Linked DNA regions of Mus musculus: all the other regions are linked to region 1. A link is a contact called in public promoter capture Hi-C data. All regions are on one chromosome and are shown on one strand. Each heading gives the region's core, a stretch centred on a gene start, on an enhancer-like site or on the middle of the called end of the contact. The rest is flanking DNA. Distances are from core to core; before and after follow the strand shown. Region 1 holds the start of Efl1 (elongation factor like GTPase 1). Region 2 holds the start of Fah (fumarylacetoacetate hydrolase). Region 3 holds the start of Abhd17c (abhydrolase domain containing 17C). Region 4 holds the start of Cemip (cell migration inducing protein, hyaluronan binding). Region 5 holds the start of Mesd (mesoderm development LRP chaperone).

The links. Promoter capture Hi-C pulls out the DNA fragments that hold promoters and counts their contacts. Capture Hi-C pulls out chosen DNA fragments and counts their contacts.
Region 2: a contact with region 1 is called in a promoter capture Hi-C map of liver, with 2.8 times the contacts expected there. The contact joins the promoter of Fah here to the promoter of Efl1 in region 1. A contact is called at or near these places in 1 of 39 promoter capture datasets (pre-B cells) and 1 of 9 other capture datasets (liver).
Region 3: a promoter capture Hi-C map of liver shows a contact between it and region 1, with 4 times the contacts expected there. The contact joins the promoter of Abhd17c here to the promoter of Efl1 in region 1. A contact is called at or near these places in 4 of 39 promoter capture datasets (the C10 cell line, cranial neural crest, liver and 1 more), 1 of 484 Hi-C or Micro-C datasets (CD4 T cells), 1 of 115 datasets of contacts at active chromatin or transcription factors (astrocytes) and 2 of 9 other capture datasets (adipose tissue and liver).
Region 4: a contact with region 1 is called in a promoter capture Hi-C map of embryonic stem cells, with 2.8 times the contacts expected there. The contact joins the promoter of Cemip here to the promoter of Efl1 in region 1. A contact is called at or near these places in 5 of 39 promoter capture datasets (the C10 cell line, embryonic stem cells, hippocampal neurons and 2 more) and 1 of 115 datasets of contacts at active chromatin or transcription factors (astrocytes).
Region 5: a promoter capture Hi-C map of liver shows a contact between it and region 1, with 8 times the contacts expected there. The contact joins the promoter of Mesd here to the promoter of Efl1 in region 1. A contact is called at or near these places in 5 of 39 promoter capture datasets (the C10 cell line, hippocampal neurons, liver and 1 more), 9 of 484 Hi-C or Micro-C datasets (CD4 T cells, CD8 T cells, Th1 cells and 5 more), 9 of 115 datasets of contacts at active chromatin or transcription factors (astrocytes, bone marrow-derived dendritic cells, bone marrow-derived macrophages and 6 more) and 2 of 9 other capture datasets (adipose tissue and liver).

The regions. Positions count from the first base shown.
Region 1 is chr7:82,647,269-82,650,118 of GRCm38.p6, forward strand. It overlaps Efl1 (elongation factor like GTPase 1), which reads left to right and starts at 1,346. Exons shown (of 20, transcript NM_175317.3): 1 at 1,346-1,410; 2 at 2,258-2,363. The coding sequence starts at 2,273. It overlaps Saxo2 (stabilizer of axonemal microtubules 2), which reads right to left and starts at 1,260. Exons shown (of 3, transcript NM_177894.4): 1 at 1,124-1,260. The coding sequence starts at 1,161.
Region 2 is chr7:84,604,530-84,607,379 of GRCm38.p6, forward strand. It overlaps Fah (fumarylacetoacetate hydrolase), which reads right to left and starts at 1,413. Exons shown (of 14, transcript NM_010176.4): 1 at 1,114-1,413. The coding sequence starts at 1,194.
Region 3 is chr7:84,150,475-84,153,324 of GRCm38.p6, forward strand. Abhd17c (abhydrolase domain containing 17C) reads right to left here and starts at 1,419. Exons shown (of 3, transcript NM_133722.2): 1 at 808-1,419. The coding sequence starts at 1,370. It overlaps LOC117997403 (a long non-coding RNA gene), which reads left to right and starts at 1,666. Exons shown (of 3, transcript NR_169136.1): 1 at 1,666-1,897; 2 at 2,072-2,210.
Region 4 is chr7:84,085,118-84,087,967 of GRCm38.p6, forward strand. It overlaps Cemip (cell migration inducing protein, hyaluronan binding), which reads right to left and starts at 1,388. Exons shown (of 29, transcript NM_030728.4): 1 at 1,141-1,388.
Region 5 is chr7:83,890,927-83,893,776 of GRCm38.p6, forward strand. Mesd (mesoderm development LRP chaperone) reads left to right here and starts at 1,340. Exons shown (of 3, transcript NM_023403.4): 1 at 1,340-1,549. The coding sequence starts at 1,364.

The sequences.
Region 1 (2,850 bases), core at 96-2,595:
TTTGCCCCGTTTTGAGACAATGACTCATGAAGGTAGCCAAAGTTTAAAAACCATTGGCTGAGTGGAACTATGTATGTCATAGTAACTACCCATTTTGTCAAAGATTCTTGTACCTCAGTTATAAAACTGAAAGCAGCTAAGGCAGTGCTCTCGCTGCAACTAAGTGTTTGCAAGGGACATTTCGGCAGAAGTTATTAGCCATGCTTCAAAGCCTAAAGGGGATTCCTCTTACATTGGCAGTCCCCCCAGCTCTGTGGATGGTGATATTATTCTTGAAGAATGTAAAGTCCCTAATATAATGAATTTCCTGATGGGTGGATGGGAAAATAACTTAGTTTGTAGATAAATTCAGATTCAAATACATTTTTTTTCTTACATACAAGATTTTGCAGATTCAAGCCTTAAAAGTTATGTTTGCATCTGTTCAAACATACAAACAATGTTTATTACAAAAGGGGCTGAGAAACTGCTCTCAATCAATATGTGTTGTAGCTGGTTGCCCTTAGAAGGGGATTACAAGTACAAAGGGCTTGGCGTTACTCAGTTACTCTTATTCACTTATCAAAGGTGATCTAACCCCTGGGTAAACAGTAAGCTTGAGGATAGAGAAGAATGTGTTTACTGGTGATGTAAAGTTGTTAGGCAGGACTTACAAACCAAACCTGAGGTTTACGGTGAGGACTATTGCCATTTTTGTCTGTCAGAAAGGCCTCAGGAAAATGTTGCCTTGGCAGGAATAAAAATAGAGTTTAGAGGATGGAAGGTTCTGGGTGGCAAACGAAATACCATGGATACTGTTCTTTTAAGTTAACCAATAGAATCGGTGGGTGACTCCATCACTTACCAGCCATATTTGCTCATACTACTTAGCTGATCTGAACTGTATTTTAGCTTAAATCTCTGGATGGGAAGCCTCAGGGAATGCAAAGAAAATAAGTTTTGCCCAGGAGCTAGCCAAGCAGAGGAAATGGGCAGCATTTAGCAGAGCATAAGGTCGGGGGTGGGGGGTGGGGGGTGGGGGTGGAGTAGGGGTCTCCTCCGGTTCAGGCAAGGGAGTCCTTAGGGGGTGTGCGCGGCGGGGCTCGCGGCTCTGCGGACGCCACACCGGGCGGACGTTTCTTACCCGCAGGTGCAAATCTGGCACAGACACCAGTTCCTCATGCTCTGCGCTCCAGCGTCCCCCTCCGCAGGCTTAGGCTGGCACACTTCAGAGCAGCTACAGCGTCCGCCGTCGTCAAGGCGACCGCGGAACTCCAAGTTGAAGGGAAACGACGTGGCTTCCGGTGATGTTCTAGATGCGCGCGGGTCAGAGGTCACAGGCCCACAGGCCCCGCCCCCAGGCTCCTGCGACTTCCGGTCTGAGCTACCCCTGGAGTCTTAGGTGCGTGGGTGAGGTGCGGCGTGGAGCTGGTGAGTGGGGGGACTTGCTAGGGACGCCGGCGACCAGACGGTGACGGAGACCCGGGGGGGTCATGTCGATTGGGCTGGGCGAGGAGTGTCCCGAGCGGCTGCACTTTATAGGGACCCGGTACTCTCAGCGGCAGCGACTCCAGGAACCCAAGAGGAGGAAGGGCATGCAGACCTCGATTTGCTTCTTTTAATTGGAGAGAGGGGTAGAAGGTGTGTCGTGCACCTGGTGTGTTCCTAGGCACGTGATCCAAAAACTTTTAAGGACACTCAGTGCAGTCACAGGGCCGAAGTTCTCATGTCTGATAAAAGCCAGCAAGCTTGACAGAAAGGCAGACTTTTGGAGGGACTGAAGTAGGGAAGGGTGTGTGTGTGTGTGTGTGTGTGTGTGTGTGTGTGAGAGAGAGAGAGAGAGAGAGAGAGAGACTGACTGTCTGTCTCTGGTGTGTGTGTGTGTGTGTGTGTGTGTGTGTGTGTGTGTATGTATGTATGTATGTATGTATGTGAGTGTGAGTGTGACTTAGCCGGGCGCCTCTGCACCTGGCTCCCAACTGCGTGATTCATCGCATGGCAGATCCGGAAACTCCCAGCTCACCCCACAAGTACTGTCAGCAGGATGTGTGGACTTTACCATGGAACATGGGCCTAAAGGACTATATCCCCTCAGGGCCAGAAGGAAATAGATGTGGCTAAACATTCATTGGGTTCTCAGTTAAGGAATCTGAGGCGACTTGTCAGCATCAGCATCTCCCTCTCAGTTTGTCCATTTGGTTTTCGCTGTTGTGCACACCACCCCCACCCCCACCCCCACTAGATTTTGTACCATTTTTAATTTGCATTTAATGTTTAGTCCCAGGAAATAACCATGGTGCTCAGTGGTGTTGATAAGATGATTCGACTTCAGAAGAACACTGCCAACATTAGGAATATCTGTGTTCTGGCTCATGTTGACCACGGTAAGGCTTTTAGAATTGGGTTTTATTAACAAAGAGGAAATGTCTCTGTTTCATTGGAGCGGTGAGAGTGATGCTTGCTAAGGAGTTGTGTGTTGTGCCATGTCAGAGAAGCATGCTGTAGAACGTTTGAAATAAATGGATTAACGGGTGATTGGTGGTCTGCCCAGTATGTCATACAATGCTTTTGAATTTGGATTTTTGTTAAAATATGGAAAAGTTTCTTGAGATGGTAAAATGTCTGTGGTCTTGGTAGAATATATCTTCTATAAATTCTATTTAATTCATCCTATACTGAGCATTTGCTAAGTTGGCAGTGCTTTTTTAGATTTGTCAGGCCCTAGACATTTATGAGGCCAACCTGTCCAGCCAGAGAAGCTTTAGGGAGGAATCGGGGCTTCGTGGTGAGATGGGCTGGGGGTGGGGTGGGTGAGAGTTTTGAGACCTGGAGGATTGGGTAGCAAAGTGGTTAAAAAGAATTGTTAGACGT
Region 2 (2,850 bases), core at 163-2,662, 2.0 Mb after region 1:
CTGCACAAATGTCCCTGCCTAACCCACTGGAATTCCCAGAAAAGGCTGAGAGCATGTCTGCTGAGGGCAAAGTATCAGAAGAGGCCAGAGGGAGTATTCTACTTCCACAAGGCGGTTGGTTGGCTCAGGTTAAGGCTCCACACACCTCAAACGTGGAAAGGACAACAAGTTAACTCTGTGTCCTTGCAACATCTAGTCATGCCTGGTGGTTGTGAAAGCATTACCTGACTCTTCTGACCAAGGCAATCTGCACAGGCAGGATATGAAAGGACAACAGATGTGGAGAAAGCTATACACTGCCAGGAACCACTTCCTTTCTTTCTTCCTTTTGCTGGTGCATGCCAGCCAAGTACTTTAGAACAATGCTACCTGTCTGTACTGGCAAAGATATTCATACTCCTTTTATGGTGCAAACAGTTCCTACACACAAAGCTGAATCAACACTATAAACAAGCAAAATAAATAAAACAAAAACAAACAAACAACCCTCCCCCCAAAAGCTCAAGCAGAAAATAGCACAAACATTTCAGAGTGATATGCGTTGCCCACCCAAGGATAGGATAGATAACTCAGCTCCACTAAACCATTTGCAAAGATTTCTTTCAAGTCAGACTATGTGTACAAGTCAAAGTTCATTTCTCCTGCCCCATGAGACCTGTGGTTAGTTCAGTGAATGCCTAGCAGTTCACTCTAGAGCAGAAAGAATTTAGGTTAGAGGTAAAAGAAGCCTGTGTCTTAGACCGAAGTTTCTAGGCCAGGAAGTGCTCAGAGGAGTTGCTCGAAATTATGGGAGTCAGCTGGTACTTTCGAGGTTACAGGGTTAAGGACTAAGCAGTGAAGTGAACGACCACCCGCGTTTTGTAAGGAAATTATGCGTCCGTTTTTGGGTCACAATCGCTTAGGCCTGCTGCCCAGGCAGGGGTGATAGCTCCCATTTCTCTATGCTCTGGTTCTTGCACAGGCCCATATATACCCACATATACTTAATTTCCGTAACGTGCACAGCTATGGGTCCTGAGCGGCACTGTAGCCACAGGCGCTCTCCCCGAGGCTCTGGAGAAACTGACCAGAACTCCCACCTCCCGGCTCCCGAGCCCAAAAATCGATGCTCACGTTGCTTTGAGTGGAGAAAACACCATAGGGCAGGTTTTGGATGGGAAAGTCGGAGTCCTCGGCCACTGGAATAAAGGACATGCTGACGAGCACCGGGCAGCAGAGCCCACGGCGGGTAGGGGGTTGGCTAACGGGACTATGCTTAGGGCAAGGATCAGACTAGCCGAGGGCCTTTAGATTCAGGGACCGCCCCGAACCCCGGGCTGCCCTTCCTCCAGCCAATACCCGGTACCACCTGGCACACACCCCTACCCGCCCCACTGGGACCGCCTCCCCACCCTAGTGATTCTTTTAGCACCCGCCCCGGAACCGCCCCACACCCTTCCCTCCTTCCCTACCCTGGGTCCACCCTCCGTACTATCCAGCACCCGCCCCGGGCCACCCCATTCCCACGCCTCTCGACTGTTCCGCATCCTTCCTGGCCAGCCCCTGCCTTGGAACCACCCGGTACCCGCCCTGAGACCACCCCGTTTTCTTCTCGGGCGACCTCTACGAGTCCAGGACCGCCTCATCGGTCTGGATATACAAGACATTCTCCTCATCCTCCCTAGATGTGCCCGGAGCCCTGGGATCTTCCCGCCTTCGCCCCGCCCCAGATGTGCCCGGAGTCCTGGGGTCACCCCACCCTCATCCTGCCCCCGAGATCCCGTCGTGTCCACGCCCTGCCTTTCCCCCTCACCCCACCCCCCCCCATCTCCATCCCGGAACTGTCAGACCGTTCCGCCCCTATGTCTAAACCTCCCCCTTCCGGGTCCAGCACCTGGATCCAGGTATTGGTCTCACCTAAAATGCCCAAGACCCAAAGCCCCGCCCCAGTAGGTGCTTTATTTCCATAATCTCTGAGGCCTCGCCCTTTTGCAAAACCGCCCAGCCTCCCTTATGAGCCAAGCTTTTTCCCTGACCCCACCTCCAGAATGCAAATTGGGATCCACCCAGTGACCCCATTCTTTTGTCTGGGACTGCCTCTGGCTCCTGTGGTGTCACTGGATACTGCAGAGGATTTGTCCCCAGTTCATCTGCCTGTGTAGCCTTGCTCAGTCAGGGTCCAGAGACCTTGCCCTGAGCACTGGTGAAAGATGGAGTTGGAGCCAGCGTCTAGAAGTGTGACACGCCTGCGTTAACGTCTTGGTGTTCTGCCTGTGCTTTCTTCCGTACAGTACTAGTGGGGAAGGGGGTCTACTTCACAGTAGAAACAAGAATTCGATTAGTTAATGATAGTTGACTTCCAAATGAAAGAGCGGGAGGAAGACCTATGGACTCTGGGACCAGAGATGTTAGAAGTTTGGCTAGTTACTGACTAGAAACGTGGGCGTCCATGATAAAGTGAGATCTCACGGGAGTACCCCGCAGACTGGGGCCGTGTTCGTGCAAATGCTTCAGAAACACAATCTGATAAAATAAAAACGGGTTATTTAAATTCTTTTTTGTATTGTGGAGACATGACTTATGGCCTAAACTGTGATCTATTTTAGAGAAAGCTCTGCTGAGAATTTGTGCTTTCTGGCTGTTGGAGGGTGTAATGTTTAATATTGTCAACTTCACTATCATATTTAGAATCACCATGGAATCACATCTCCACGTGTCTGTGTGTTTCCAAAAGGTTAAATGAATGTATGCAGCATCACCTCTTGGACTGGAGGCCTTGAATAAATGATAGGAACATGGAGTTGGATAGCTGTATTCATCTTCTTCTGCTTCCAGGCTGTGATTTAGTGTGATCAGCCTTCTCCCCAACCC
Region 3 (2,850 bases), core at 169-2,668, 1.5 Mb after region 1:
GCCTACTGTCATTCTGGGGACTTATTCCTCTAACGAAATCCAAGCTCATTACACACAGGACCTCAGGTACGGTTGCCACCTGTGCTATGGGGATTGCATGGGAAGGTCACAAGCACCAAAACTGGTCAGGTCACTTGACTTTCCCGCAAACCAAATGTCTAAGTTCAGAGTAAAACTTAAGTTAGTTCCCCCCCCCCCCAACCTGGTCTGTCCTCAGAATATAACAATTTGTGCTTAGCATATAAAAGACCCTGAATAAATACTTTCCAGTTTTATGAACGCTAACTCAAGGTCAAGAGATTTCCTCACGCCTATAACACTCTGCGCTACTGGTGGTGTTTAGGGAAGGTTCTTCAGCTAACTTCCTGATCTCCCAGTGCCACATACTCTGCGGGACCAGGAGGCAAAGTCCTCCCCACACCCGACCCGACCCAGCCTTAAGGGCTGCACAGGCATCGCCCCAGGGACACTTTCTACTTGGAAAGTCTTTTAGAGGTCATCGTCTCTCCCCAGCTGTCAAGGGCTCTGAAAACCCCAAGGTCACTTCTACCAGACCTTCGGGGTCTGCGCGTAGCTCAAGACACAACTCAAGCCCAACCAAGTTGGTTTGGCCGGTACATTGGCATCCCCCACAGCGGCCACGTGCGTTTAACCGGAGCCACAAAGACTCCAGGCCGCGCGGGCCAGTGAAAAGCAGGCAGGACCCTTTAAGTCTGAGCTCTCCATCCCCGAGGGCTGTTGCAATCTCGAGCGAATGCAACAATCCGGGAGCACAAGCCCGCACCCCAACCGTGGCTCGGGGCTCACCGGGTGCGCAGTGCCTGCCACGCGGCGTCGATGTCAGCGTAGAGATTCTTTTCGGAGGGCTTGCCGGAGCTCACACCATAGCCCGAGTAGTCGTAAGAGAAGATGTTGCAGTTGATGCGCGAGCCCAGGCCGATGTAGAAGCTACACATCTGGCCCAAGTCCACGGCGTTGCCGTGCGAGAAGAGCAGCGTGTAGCGGCTGGAGGGCGCGCAGCGCACGAACATGCAGCCCAGCCGGTTGTCGCGGGCCGTGCGCGAGAAGAAGACCTCGACGGCGTCCAGTTCGCGCTGCGAGTACTGCCAGTCGGCGCGCTCGCTCAGGTGCAGGCTGCACGCGCCGGGGCCCGCACCCTCCTCGGCCGGAGCGGGCTGCGCCGCCGGGGCGGGCGCGGGGGTCGCCGCGGGAGCGGGCGCGCGCTGCTCGGGCGCCAGCACCGTGTAGGTGGGTTCGGGCGGCAGGAAGGCCAGCTTGGCGGCGATGCGGCTCGGACAAGGAGGGCAGCAGAAGAGCCAGCACAGCTCGCCGAGCGAGAAGCCGTTCATCCTGGGGCCGGGCTCGGGCATCGGGGCGGCCTGGCGCCCGCCGCGGGCGGGAGGGAAGCGCAGGGAGCGCAGAGGGAGAGCGCCGAGAACTGGAGGCCGGCCGAGAAGGCGGAGAGGCCAGGGGCGGGGCCAGGCGGGCGCGGCGCGGCGAGCGGGGCGGGTCAGCGGCAGCCCCGCAGCCCCGGCGAGGTGCGGACGGCCGGGGCTCGCGCGCGGCACACAAAGCCCGCGGCGGCGGCGGCCATGGCCCGCTCCAGCGCGCCGCCCCGCCCCCGCACGCTACTGCCACTTCCGGGTTACCGCGCCGCGCGCCCCCACAGGCGGGCGGGGCTACCCATCGGAACGGACGCCCCAGTCTGAAGCAGGACTCCCCGGGCTGGGCGGGGCTCCCGCCTCTTGGGCGGGAGTTAGCGCATCTGGGCGGGGCTACTCGTTAGAACAAACTCCCCGGTCCGAAGCGAGGCTCTGGAGTCTGGGGCGGGGCTTAGCGCGATTGGGGCGGGGGTCTGAAGAGATTAGAGCGGTTGGGACAATCCTGGATTGAAAAGGTAGGTGTGCAGATACTTTAGGATTCAGTTCTCCAAAACCAGCTTTCTGTCCTGGTGGAGTTATTGGGAATTTATGTAAAAGATAATTATTGAGAAAGAGAATTGAGTACATTAAAAATGCCTTGCTTTCCTCTAATCAATGCTATTTTTTTCTCTTTTGGTTGTTTGAGACAGTTTAGCCTACACTGGTTTAGAACTCACATGCTTCTAGCCTCTACCACCACTTGCTGAGATTCAAGACTTCTTGAACAGCCACTACCATAAATGCTCTGGTCCATCTCGTACGTGTTCCCGTGTTGCAGGCGGCTGTTGGGTATGTACAGCTACGCAGGTCTTTCTGTAATAACAATTACAGCAGAGCCTGTTGGTTTTACAACAAATGGTGTCAACACGGTCCTCTCTCACCCCCATCCCTTACATCATCCCCTGTGGTGCCAACTGGATACTCCATATCTGTCCTTTTTGATGTTAGTTTCTCTAGAACTGTTTTGGCGCCAGACTTTTTAATCATGAAAGACATGTTACAACGATTTTAATCCACTATTGTCTTGGCTATAGGCTTTAAGTGATTTTCCAAATATAACTCTCAGGGCTTCTGAAACCGTGTGAACCCTGGTGTCCGGTTGGCAGAGCCTCTCCTCTGGACTTTGGCACCAGGCTTTCCTTTCAGGGGTAGGAGGTCATTTTAGGCTACCTGCAATGAATACAACCAGAGCCCCAGTGGGCAGTCACCATTCCAGACCTCATAAATGTCCCAAGAAGGATTACAACATTTTTTAAACAAAAAGAATTTTGAGCATCCTAATATAAATTGATTTACCAGTACCACTTTAAGTAGTAACCTTGTGGACTGAGTTTTCAAAGGCCGTATCTTCACTGAATCCCCAAAAGCCTGCCCACAACGCCTCTCCAAGTCTGTTTTAAAGTTAGATGGGCAAAGCTGCTCTTCCCTA
Region 4 (2,850 bases), core at 138-2,637, 1.4 Mb after region 1:
CTGAACACACCAGACTCAGGGCCACAGGCCCCGAGTGGCGGAAGTAGCTGGGAGCTGTCCATGGTGGCGCCGAGCCTGGGCACGCGGAGCAGCCTATTCCCCGCCCGCGGGCGCGCCTTAGGGTCCCTCTCCAGACCGCGGAGATGGAAATGACTCCCTGGCTCACGGTCTCCTGGACAGGCTTCAGCCAAGCCGTGGCTCTCACATCAAAAGCTTGGTTTTAAAGAGAAGGTCTTACCTGTGGGCAGAGTTGGCTGCTCGGAGCAGGACTGAGAACCTCAGACCTGGGGCGGGTAGAGTGTCCAGTCTTGGGGAACACCGGCACAACGCTCGGTCAAGAGCACAAGGATTCTCTGGGGTTCATTCCGAGATGTCACCGAACCAGAGCGGAGAGCTTGAGAACCGTGGACAACTCAGTCTTGTGCCTTATGGAGACCTTGGTTTTTCTGTCAATCTAGCGAGACCCTTCTTGCAGATGCTGTCTGTTGCCAGGGGCCACCAAATGTCCCTGCAGCGCTGCCAGGCTTAGTGTTTGTTTAAATAACAGCAGAGGCCACCGAGGTCGTCTAACATCAGATCATCTCCTCCAGCCCGGTGCCAGCGTATCACTGGGAGGGCAGAGGCAGGTTAGGGAACCCAGGAGACCTTGCCTACGTGGTAGCGACAAGGTACAGTCTTGCGAAGCTCACCATTAGCCACACGGTAAGCGCGTTCCCTGCACCGGGCTCCTTGCGAGACCTGCCTAGGGGCCATCTCTCTTCGATTAGACACTGTTGTTTGTGTGAACATCTGGTGCCATTCACAGGGGCACAAACTAAGCAAAACAGAAATCCACCTCCCGTCGAATACATTCCTGGACGATGGTGTCCCCAACACCTGACATTTGTAAAGATTTCAGAGACGAAGGACCGTGGCGGAGGCGTGTGCCCACCAATATATTCATGGATAGGCAGGCAGGCAGACAGACAGACAGACAGACAGACAGACAGTGGTAGACAGCATAGAATAATAGGCTGGACAATCAGACTGATGGAGGGCAACGTTCTACCTAACAGAGGGGAGAATGTGGGATCCGGTCTCTCCTCTCCTCCCCATAGCTTAACCCAAGCAGCCCTCGCGCCCTAGCTCCGGTCCTCTTACCTCAGGTTGATGACCGAGACCCTGCCACGCCTCGGGGATCTGGAGTGCAGCATCCCGTAGTCTAGTATCTGATCCCACGCGTTGAGCTCCTGAGCGTAAGCAAGTGGGACGGGAGCTGGCGGAAAGTGGGGTGCAGATTCCGACCTCACTCGGCACAGTGCTCCAGCAGCACCAGACCACTGCCACTCAGCGCAGAAGGCGCTCCTCGCTCGACTCCGCGCGCTCACTGGCTTAGTAGCTAGCTCGGAGCTGCCAGCCCGAGCCGACGCTTTTTATAGTCGCCTTCCGGGCCTGACTCCTCCCCACCAGAGCCCCCGGCGCCCGCACTCATCCCGTCCCCCCTGTCCCACCCCTGTCTCTGGGCAGCGTCCTCCCACTCACCGCGGTGGGCGGCCTGCGGGGCTGGACCCGGGCGGGCTCTGGCGGCCGCTCCGGGAGCCGCAGACCTGAGCCCGAGAGCCGCCGCCGGGACAAGCCGTGGCCACCAGGTGAGGGCGCTGGAGCCTAGGACGAAAGCTGCGGACCTCCGAGGGCTTAGTGATGGAAGCGCAGCTTGTATCCAGTGGCCTCCCCAAGGGACAGTCAGCCAGAAAAAAGAGATTTTGACAGAGTCGCCACCACTCTACGTTCAGGCTGTTAGATTTCAAACCCGTAACACTTTTTGTAAGCCAACATAGCAACAGAATCCAGGATCGCCTAGGTCTAGAGGTCTCTTAGAGAAGATCTTGTTTTGAAAGCTAGGGAGATGACCGCTAAGATGTTTACAGGTTTGAAAAAACAGAGTTCAGTTCCCAGAATCCTCATAAAAATGCCTTGGGTGGGCAATAGCCCTAATTTGTAATTCCAGAGCTGGGGAGGTGGAGACAGGTGGCTTGTTGGGGCTTGCTGGCCAGTCCGGGTAAAATAGAGATACCCGGTCTCAAAAACAAATAACACTCCAAGCAGCTTGACCTCTGTCTTAGGGGACACACACATACACACACACACACACACGGATAGTAGAGTTACTTCTTCACATGTGTCAGTTTTCTGCACATGCCAGTTACTTGACCATAAACAAGGGACTTCACCATTGGGCTCCCATGAGCCTGGAGAGAGGATTTCAGTGAGATTTTGTGGGTACTAAGTCATAGTAAGTGTTTGCTATCCTGCATGTAGTCTGTGCCTGGACAGGACAATGTTCTCAAGGATCAAAACAAGACAGTGCCACCAGTGAGTTATCCTCTGCCATAGGAATAAGTAAGCCCACCCAGAGCATCTAGCATCTCCTCAACACTGGGTGCCCTGAGCACCAGCTACCTATCCACTCTGACCCTGGCAAAAAGGGTGAAAGGTGCTGGGGATTTTTTTTTCCATTTCATTTTAATTCTAAGATGACAGCTTTGGTTGCAATTCTATATGCTGTCCCTCTTTGAGACTTATTGCTCAGCTCCCTCCTCTGGTTAATGAGAGTTCTCAAGTACACATTTCTTCCTGCCTGCCAATGTCCTATGCTCACTGCTGTGCGAGAGGGTCTTCATTCTAGGCAGTGCCCACCAGCTTTAGGAATCTCAGTGCAGGCTTTAGGGCCAGTCTATGGCAGAGACTTTGGAAGCCCCTGTCTAGGTCCTCTGGGCAGCAGCCTTTGGGCCATGTGTTGGAACCAGGGAAGCACAGCACTCCACCCCAGATCTTCTCTAGAAAGCTGGAACCAAAGATCAAGAGTCTCAG
Region 5 (2,850 bases), core at 90-2,589, 1.2 Mb after region 1:
AAACCAAAAAAAAAAAAAAAAAAAAAAAAAAAAGAACCCAAGTATGCTTAGTAATTAACACAGTATGCTGATATAAACATTGAAAACCCATTCTTGAGATACATTTGTAAATATAGAAATAAATTGTATGCATTATGTGGCACTTTGGGGTCAGTACTTAAGGTATAGTTTTTGAATATTTTCCAACTACACCAAGGTTTCATGTCTTATGATATAATTTGAAATTTTAAAGAAATCAGATCTGCCACTTAAAGCTTAGGAAACTTTAAAGTATCTCTGACCCCAAGTATTTTAATTTTGAAGATCTTAGTGGTCAAAATCTTGTAAAATAGAAAATAAAATTAGGGTGGTTTTGTCCTATAGGTTAAAGCCACAGTGGTAGATGAAAATCAGAAGAGACAGGAACTATTTTAAACAATAAAAATGGTTATCAATTAAATGGGTTTTTTTTTCCAGTTTAATTGACAGTGATATTGAAAGAATGGTGGGTCGAAAATCATCCGTGGAGCAGAATAACAATAGACCCTATAATTACAGTCTTCGAGAAAAGTTGCCCTAGCTGTCCTTAGCTTTTCAGCAGGCGGTTTGTTCTTGCTAGAAATTACTAGGGAGCGTAGTTGAATGTCAACACCCTGAAAAGGGCCTCAGGGTCAAGGTAGTTTGCATATCTTCCAACTCATTCATTTCATAGGCTTCGAGGACTCTGTCACTGAAACCCTGAGGGAACTTTCAGACCCTGGCTAGAGAATGAGAGACAAAAGGGCTGACTTCTAACAAAACCCCCAAATAGTGGAGAAAGCACAGTTGGGCAGGACCCAGCTAGAGTAGATTGTTTGGCCAGGCCAAGGGGCGGAGCTCGCGGGGCGGAGCCTGGCAAGGGGAGGAACCAGGAGGAAGAACCCTTGGTCCCCAGCCAGGTGAGCTCCCAGAGCTATGGGGCGGAGTCTGGTGAGGAGGCGGTACCCTAGGGGCGGAGTCAGGAGACCGTGGCTGAGGGGTGGAGTCAAGTGGTGAAAGGCTCGATGACGGGGAGGAGCCTGAGGTTGGGAGCCCCAAGGGAATGCAGTTGTGGGCGGAGCCAAGGGGGTCGGAGCTACCGGATGAGGTCCGGACAGGAGGAACCAGAACGAGGCGGGGTGCGGTAGGCTACGGACTCCTCGGAGGCGGAGCCATTGGGACTTGAGTCCGCGAGGGTGGGACGGGGTCAAGTACTGGGTTTAGTTCTGCGCAGAACACGCTTAGGGACTGGATTGGAAGGCCGGGGGCGGGGTGGGGGCGAGGCCCCGGCGTCCGGACTCCGCACGCTGTCTGCGCAGGCTCATTGTGCCTTACGCTGGGCAGTCCGTTACGCTAGGCTGCTAACATGGCTGCCTCCAGGTGGCTGCGCGCGGTTCTACTGTTTCTGTGTGCCTCGGACCTTCTGTTGCTCCCTCCTCCTAATGCCTACGCGGCGGACACTCCGGGCGAGGCCACCCCACCTCCACGGAAAAAGAAGGACATCCGCGATTACAACGATGCCGACATGGCGCGACTTCTGGAGCAGTGGGAGGTCTGTGTCGCCTGCACACTTCTGAGCATCTCCCATACAGATCCCTTTTCTCCTAACCCTTACCCTCTCGGACATTTGACCTTCTGACTTTTGTCCCCTGATCCCGCTCGCTGCCCTCTGAGGGTCTTTCTTGAAATGTCTCCCAGTACCCGTTGACTCCCGCGTCTCTCTTCATTCCACCACGGCTCAGGCCTCTCGCCCAGTGTCTTTCGCTATCATGGCTCCTCAGCCACTCCAGTCAGCACTTGGACTCTCACCAGTCAAGCCCTACTTTCCTTGCTATGTCGCAGGGGTCTCTACATTGATCTTGGTGGTTTGTGAGCCGCGAACAGGGAGCGAGCGCTCCTGAAGAGCATTCCCTCCTTCCTCCTCCTGTTCTGGAGTGAATGGGTTCTAAAGGTGGTCTCTCAACTTTTTTTTAGCTTTGATAGAGATCTTTCCAAATATAGAGGGTTTCCGACTTCTTTTGGTGTATATTCCTGCTGGGGCTTTTGTAATTTCTTGGGTGGGTTTATTTTACTGGTAAAGGGAACTAAGGCATATCTCATATGCAACTCAGGTTTTTCATTGATGGGAGTAGTGGACTTGTTTTGTGAGAGGCCGAATTCTGGTCTGTTACTTGATTGCATTTGGGGTATGCAAAAGGTTCTAAGGAGGGATTCCTGATCAAAAGTACACTGCAGCCCTTGATTGTACTGTCGTATTTGATTGGCACAGCTGATGGAAAGGAATCACACACATAGCTATATTCACTGTGTAAGGTTCTCTGCCAGAGAACTTTTCAGAGTTTGTTTCCAATGCTGATTTTTTTTTTAACTTGTGGCTAACTATATTGTTGGAAGGAGGTAAGACTTTTGGGCATACATTTAAAATATCCACCTGTTGGATTTGACTTAAAAAGGGGGGACTCCTGTTGTTGTTCTCTGTACCCAACAGAAGAATTGGAGTAGTGGGGCCATGGTAGTGCAAGGTTGTAATTCCAGCACTTAAGAGACTAGTGGAGGAGGCTAGCCTTAGTTAAACCTGGGCTACATAGTAAATTTCAAACTGGTTTGGGCTCCACTGTGAGATTCTGGAAAGAAAATTTGGAGTAGATTTGAGTGGGTATGACTCCTTTCAATTTCCAACTGTCCTTTTTGGACTCTAGTAAATAATGCCTTTTAACCTGCTAAAGTGAACCTTGCCTTGTGAGAGGCCTAGCCATGGACAGTGCTCAGACCCCGAGGAAGAGGAGGTCACAGAGATGAGCAAGACATCTGTCAGAACAAGGGGGTAGGAAATAACCCTCGTAAACAGAAACA